Regions from separate parts of the Danio rerio genome. Here region 1 is linked to region 2. Evidence: chromatin contacts called from public Micro-C data. All regions are on one chromosome and are shown on one strand. The core of a region is the stretch at or near the end of the contact, and the rest is flanking DNA. Distances in the headings are between cores, read along the strand shown. Region 1 has its middle 18 kb from the start of krt99. Region 2 holds the start of krt93 (keratin 93).

Region 1 (4,185 bases), core at 1,133-3,632, 95 kb before region 2:
TGTATGTGAAATAGTGTTTGTGGATGTTTCCCAGTGATGGGTTGCAGCTGGAAGGGCATCCGCTGCATAAAACATATGCTGGATAAGTTGTTAGTGCAGTTCATTTCACTGTGGCGATCCCAGATTAATAAATGGACTAAGCTGAAAAGAAAATGAATGAATGAATGAATATATATATATGGTCCCACTTTATATTAAGTGTCCTTAACTACTATGTACTTGCATCAAAAAAATAAATACAATGTACTTACTGTGTTCATGATGTATTTGAGAACACTTGTGGTGCTCTTGAGTTGGGATAGGGGTTGGGTTATGGACAGGTTTGGTTGTGTGGGTAGGTTGAAGGGTGGGTTAAAGTGTAAGGGATGGTAAACAGTGTATTTACAAATGTAATTACAGAAGTTAATTACAGATGTAATTACATACAGGTATTTAATCAAGCATAAGTACACAATAAATACATGTATTTACACAATAGGTACATTGTAACAAACTATTAGTTCCTGTGTAAGTACATATTAGTAAAGGCCACTTAATATAAAATAATATAAAGTGAGACCATATACCATATATATATATATATATATATATATATATATATTTTTTTTTTTCCAAATGATGATTGACAGAGCAAGGAAATTTTCACAGTATGTCTGATAATATTTTTTCTTCTGCAGAAAGTGTTATTTGTTTAATTTCAGCTAGAACAAAAGCATATTTTTTAAAGCCATTTTAAGGTCAAAATTATTATTATTATATTTTTGATAGTCTACAGAACAAACCATCATTATTTAATAACTTGCCTAATACCCTAACCTGCCTAGTTAACCTGATCAACCTAGTTAAGCCTTTAAATGTCACTTTAAGCTGTGTCTTAAAAAATATCTAGTAAAATATTATTTATCATCATGGCAATGATAAAATAAATCAGTTATTAATCAATAGTAGCTAATAATTCTGACTTCAACTGTATATATAGTAGGCCTAATTAATGTAATTGTCGTAGAATTATATAAAAAATAGTTAGGTCTAGAGCTAATGTCGTTTGTTGACCATACTGGCCACTAGGTGTCATGCACATCCATTAAATGTGCCGTGACAGTCAGAGGTCTTTATGTTGCTTTACGTTGCTATCTTGAAAAAAAATCAAACAAAGCACAGTTTGCAACGATGAAAATCACAGAACTCTTAAGAAAAGAAAGCAGTGAATTCAAACAATATATTTGAGTGGATGCTGCTATTTTGTCCTATATGGAGTTGTTTTAAAACAGTTTTAAACAGTTAAAAACAGTTTAATATGAAACCTTTTAGTTTTTTTTAACTTCTTATTAAAATGACCCAAGCATATTTGTGATAATCATATCAATATTTCATCTTCAGTCTTTACATTATGATAGTATTCCTTTAACAATACATAAATAAACAAAAAACAGAATCCCCTGAAGTGAGCCTTTTATATTTGGAATTTGCAATACTCTTTCTGCAACAGCCAATGATAAGTAAGGAAATAAAAGCACTTTATTAAATCCCTTTGTTAAATTAATTGTCAAAAAATGTATGCTATATTTTATATTTTCCGATGCATATAATTAAGTTATGTAATTAATAACTGTTAAAGGTTGTAATTTAGCTATTATTTGAATCCTTGATCTTTTTATGTTCAACAGATTCTACAGAAATAACTCCAAAGGTTAATATAATGTAATAATAATATTTATAATAACAATAATAATACATTTTAGACAATAATTCATTCACAACCTGTCTGCATTCAAGTAATGAGAATATTAAAGCCTTGCAAAGACAAAAAAATTTATTTTATATATATATATATATATATATATATATATATATATATATATATATATATATATATATATATATATATATATATATATATATATATATTTGAATTATTTTTCGTGCACTTTATTGGTTAACTGTTTTGCCTATTATTAAACTGCAGTTTTCAGAATTCATGTAGACTTTGAGGCTCATAAGAAGAGCTTCTGTGACTATTCTTCATCTTACTTCTGAATTATGCTTGATTGTTTCTCTGAAAGGATATCTTTTAGGCATGTTTGGTCCCGGCCTTCCCTTTTTGTTATATAATCTGGGTGTAGACAGATTTTAGAGGCCAGATGTCAAAGTCCCTTCTGATTTTTTATTTCACACTGATTGTTTCTAAAACAATCCCTTAATCAAGATTTTTTTTAAGTAGCATTATTCATTTGAAGAAATCACATTCATTGTAGATTGCTTTATTAACACAATTAAAAACACCAAACTTTTTTTTTTTTCTGAGCCGTGGCTAAGAAGCTCTGAGGTGACATCAGGTTAATAAATGAGTCACCAGTGAAAACTAGTCTTGTCAAGCTCATTCAAGCTCTCACACTTAGAAAGAGGTAAGATGCCACACCCATGACAGATCTAGTATCAACACAGCTGCTCCATCTCACAGACAAACCAGAATGATCTATGCAGCCATGGAATTTTCTCATACTCCTCAAATGTTGATCAGTTCAAAATGGAAACCACTTTGGTTCAGTGTAAAAGTCCTCTGTTGTGTATGTCATATAAACAAAGATATTTACAGAATACCTATGGGGATAACACTAGCTCCTTTATCTTTGTCCACTGTCTTTACAGAAGGCAAACATTTGCAAATGTTACAATGTCTCTCTATATTGTCTCTACAATCAAGAAGACTATGACAGGCTTGCATTACGCTCACACTCAGTGTTGTATATTTTAGTGATTTTGAAATATATTTTATGATAAAATAAATAAAAAAACAAGGCAGACATTCTATTGTTTATAATGTTTTCTCTCTTTTCTAGATGAAATCACAGCCACAGCTATTGTCTCTAACTTGTGTGCATGGGATTTTGCTAGCCAATGTTTTTGTTTAGGTTTGCATACAAATTAATTTAGTTCTTTTATTGTTTATTAAATTTTGTTTTCATAATAATTATAAGACACTGAGTAACATAATGTCATAATAACATCAAAAAACACATAAAAACATGCCAAAATGACATCTAACACTGGCATGAAAAAGCGTGTCAAATATCGATTACAACACGGTGCAATGTTAGATGTCAATGTGATGTTGTTTTGGCATCAAGTAGGACAGTGGTTCTCAAACTTTTTTCATCAAGTACCACGTCAGAAAAAATTGTCTCTCCAAGTACCACCATATAATGACTAATTATTGGAGTTTGTGTTAAACGCACACAGAGACTAACTTTAATTATTCTATGATCCAAGCTTCAAGTATGGCAAAGTTGATTGAGTCTATTTGTGTCCTGTGAAACAAATGAATCGAAAGCCACAAACAAACAAAACAAACATTAGTAAAAAAAAGTTAACGAAACAAACTTTACAAAACAAACACTTTACAAAACAAATAACATATCAAAAACATCCATTATTTTACACAACTACAAACACATTTTTTAACACATTTGTGATAACTATTCTACCAATGATGCACCATGGGGAGATTCCTGAGTTTGTAGTTGCTGAAATGCCAACACAACAGTACTGGTTTGAAAAAGCACTTGTCTAGCGCGTATCTGCTCTGCAATCGCCGCTGCCGCACACCTTATTTTTAGCATCTGATGATGCGATGCACTAAAGCAGGGGTCATCAATCTCGGTCCTGAAAGGCCGGTGTCCCTGCAGGGTTTAGCTTCAACTTGCTTCAACACACCTGCCTGAGTGTTTCAAGTATGCACACTGTTAACCCTTACCGTAGATTATGCAGTAAATAACTATAAAATAGCCAGTGTTTAGCTGTAATGAAAGAAACAGTATTTTACTGTAAAAGGAGCAGGATTTGTATGAAATTCTGTAGTGCAAAGAATAAATTACAGTAATTTACTCCATGTACCATTACAGATATTTACTGTGATAATAAATGGGAAATTACTGTTCAACCATAAACAAGCATTGCTAAATAACTAGTAAAAATGTTTATAAAAATATATATATACATCTTAAACAGCACGCACATACATTTTTGCAGAGACTCAATAAATTTGTCTGGAAAACTTCAAATGAAGTAAGTTAATGTGGCATTAACAGTATAGTATAAAGGCTTTCCTAAATAAATGTATAAACCATGTTATTTTTTGTGTTTTTTGATATTACTACAGATTTGGAACGACATGAGAATCAGATT
Region 2 (3,695 bases), core at 1,067-3,566:
ACGTTCAATCACCAATGATTCATTTTCCGTTTGAAAATAGGTTTGAAAATTATCATGTAAAGTAGCCTATCTAATTTACATTTTTTAAACACTGTAATTAAAAACACAGAATAAATGACATAATAAATTTAATTAGAATTACACACAGTATATGCATAATTATTATACCCCCTTTTATGATCACATTTACACTTGTATTTCATTAGTTTTATCAATTGCAATTTTATAATATCTAGGCTATTATTCATTTTGTTTATAAGTTTTCACTAAAAAGCGATTTTTACTGGGATTGAGCATGATTTTGCATTCATAACCGAGCAGTATTCATTTAACAGCTAGAATGATCTAAAAACAAAATGTAATTTGCACTCAGATGTTAAAAACAGATAAATGTCCACAAGAAAGAAGCAAAAGAAACTTCCAAATACAAGCCAAACTACTGGATAAAAGATCCAGGGCAATTATTAAGAAAATAAAAATAAACTAAAAACAGGCTGAGAAAAAAAAATAGGAATTTCATTTAATAATTTTTTTGTTAAACAAGAATTAAACTATAGGAGGACCTGTTTAATCAGTACTACCTTTTGTCCAAAAAGCTGCAGTCAATTAGAGTTTCCATGCAGACGTACAAAGTGCAGACCCCCATCTTCTGAACTGCAATAACTTAGATAAAGACAATTTTTTAAAAGCTTTATGGACAGATAGACTGAGAGTGAGTTTAGAAGATTCAGCACCAGCTCAAGTCAAAGCCATGATGATAAAGAAAGACACCTTTCAGGGTAAACATTAGACTTATAACATGAACTCCCAAAGCTACTGCCACATATCAGAAGATAAATTCTTTTGACAGTAATACTAACTAAAAATTGTGGGTCCCCCTCCATTTCCATTTATAGACCATTTTACCAGCAAATGAGTCTTGAATGCACAAATAAGCAAGCAATTTTTACTTCCTTTTAAACAAAATACATCACTTAATAATGAGCATAGATGAAATTAATATTTGTTATGAAAAGTATGTATTTGGAATGGGATTTTTTTTATTTTATTTTTTTAGACACGCACCACTAAACCCAGCGAGAACTGAGAGAATCAGAGCTGTGGAGAATCTGGTCATCACAGCGACCTCTAGAGGCGTAAAACTGAATGTTTGCTACCGTTATGCTAATAGTCCAAGATAACCTCCATTTTGGTAGTTTATCAAGAATTTACTGGTAAATCAATTAGTAGCTACATCAAATAGATTTAGCAATTATAACCCACAAAATCGAGCAAAAAGCAGCCTCCCAGTAGCTTGGATTACAGGCGCGCGCTTCTAAACCCATCAAGAACTGCATCAGAGCTGTGGAGAATCTGATTGTCACAGTGATCTCTAGTGGAGGAAAACTGAATACTATTAGGCCTCTGGTGGAGGAAAACTGACTGGAAAGGATAAACTAAAGCTTTGCTACTATTTTCAAATTTTCAATTTAAGTTACATTGCATCTACTTGCCTGCTAATTCTCATTAGATTATAAGTAGACTGTTAGGTTGGGGTAAGGATTAGTGTAAATTGACATGTACATGCAAAGTTTCTTAAAGTCAGTTATAGATATTAAGCAGACAGTCTACTCATACTAAAATGGACCATCAAAATAAAGTGTTACCCATGCTTTTGCTAGCACCTATGAATAGCCTACTTTAATTTAGAAACAGCTTCTAACCACGTTTTAACCACTGCACCAAAAAACAAAAAATAAATAAATAAAAAATATAATTAAATATAAAATTCTAAACCAGGCACTAAAATTTTCAGGCTGGTCTGTGTGACCTGTAAAAGGGTGGTGAAACTGCCACAGATGATCTCACATCACCTCAGGGAGTTACCTGTCAGCCAAATCCTTCTTTATTATTATTAAGATGGTGAGTTTATAAAACCCATATCCTTGCATGACTGGCTCAACCTCCTATTTCTGCCTCTAACTGTTAAATGGATTTCCTCTGCTGGCACAACATGCAATAAAAAATGCACAAATGCAAGTAACACAGTGAACCTACTTATCTTATTGCACTCCCTTTATTGTAATTTCTAGAGTGCACACATTTTCGTAGTACATGCAGTCAACACAAATTCCATTGCAGTTTCCTCACCAGGGTGGAACCTTAATACTGGTCTTTAAGTTTCATCTCTGCTGGTGGTGACAGCTGGGTCTGACACACACACTCTCTCACACACACCCTACCTTCATCACCAACCCACGAAGTGCAGGAGCCGCCCTGGATCTCCATCTCTATAAGAGGTCAGAACTGGACTCATAGGTGCCATCCTCGCCAGGACAACTCTAACGGTTTCCTGCAGTATCCTCTCTGGGTTCATCTCATCTCCGTATCCATCCACTATGTCACTCTCTGTTCGCTCAACAACAACCAAAGGTCCCAAGACCGTGACCTCAAAATCTATAGTCACTAAGAGTCGTGGAGGTTCGACATCCTTTCCACATAAAGCCTACAGTGTGTATGGAGGTGGTTTTGGAGGAAGCACTCGCATCTCCTCTACTAGAATTGGAGGCGGTGGAGGATACGGATTTGCTGGAGGACACTGTGGAGGATATGGAGGAGGTTACGGTGGAGGATATAGTGGACCACTTTCCATTTGCGTAATGCCTTCTAGCGGCCTTGGGGATTTCCAGCTGAATGAGAAGGCCACTATGCAGAACCTGAATGATCGTCTGGCGTCCTACCTGGATAAGGTGCGCTCCCTAGAGGCTGCCAATGCCACTCTGGAGAGGCAGATCCGCGAGTACTATGAGAAGAAGGGGCCAGTCGCACAGAGGGACTACAGCCAATACTGGAACACCATCAAGGACCTAAAAGACAAGGTACAGTGGTGATGTTTGAATGAATATGAAGCAAGAAAAGTAAAATCTTAATGTAACAACATTAGTTTAGATATACTGTAAGATGTGAGAAACAGACTGCAGATAATTGCTTGCTTAGTATTATAATCTGTCAATAATGCTCCACAGAATTTTACAGGTTCTGCTATAATTTCTTCAAATGCTTTGTTTTTCAGATTAAAAATGCAACCACGCACAACGCCAACATTCTCCTGCAGATCGACAACTCTAAACTGGCTGCTGATGACTTCAGGCTGAAGTAAGATCCCCAATGTTATTTAAATAAAGTCAGTTTTGTGAATGAAAGGTTTTAGTCAGTAAATAATACTAGGTTTTTTTATAGCTTCATCTTATAAACTGTTCAAAAAAAATAAAGGGGACACTTAGGGACCTATCATACACCTGGCGCAATAAGGCACAAGATGTGTTTTGGCGCAATTTGTTGCTATATTCAGACCAACACAACCCTAATGTTTCCGCTTTGCACCATGTTGTTTAAATAGCATATCCCTTTGCACCATTTTTTAGACCCTTGGGTGTGTCAAGGCACATTGTTGGCGTGTTGCTATTTTGAGGAACTAAAAAAAATTGCGCAATTGACCAGCTGAAAACAGAGCATGTTAAAGTTTGCTATCCACAAAAGTAAAGAAGTAACGAGTAAAAGTAAAGTAAAGAGAAAGTAAAGAGGCCGAATGGAGATGACGCTGTCAATCATTTTCTTGCCTGTGAAACATTCAGTTTTTCCACTTACAAAGTCCGCCATGTAAATAGCAAATGCACCATGGAATGACGCAACTGACTCTTAAAGGGAATAGAAGA

Evidence for each region. A called contact is a pair of places that touch in the nucleus more often than the background predicts.
Region 1: a contact with region 2 is called in a Micro-C map of caudal fin, with 4 times the contacts expected there. The contact joins the enhancer-like site here to the promoter of krt93 in region 2. A contact is called at or near these places in 2 of 18 Hi-C or Micro-C datasets (caudal fin and hematopoietic stem cells).

Annotation. Positions count from the first base shown.
Region 1 is chr11:11,946,203-11,950,387 of GRCz12tu, reverse strand. No RefSeq gene overlaps it. Among named protein-coding and RNA genes, the nearest start is that of krt99, 18 kb to the left of the region's middle. Within about 2 kb of position 2,382, at least 5 of the 62 cell types and tissues checked have an H3K27ac peak or open chromatin away from gene starts, as enhancers often do. A contact at or near this core is called in caudal fin, where this site is marked.
Region 2 is chr11:11,851,537-11,855,231 of GRCz12tu, reverse strand. krt93 (keratin 93) reads left to right here and starts at 2,316. Exons shown (of 8, transcript NM_001040359.1): 1 at 2,316-2,858; 2 at 3,053-3,135. The coding sequence starts at 2,379.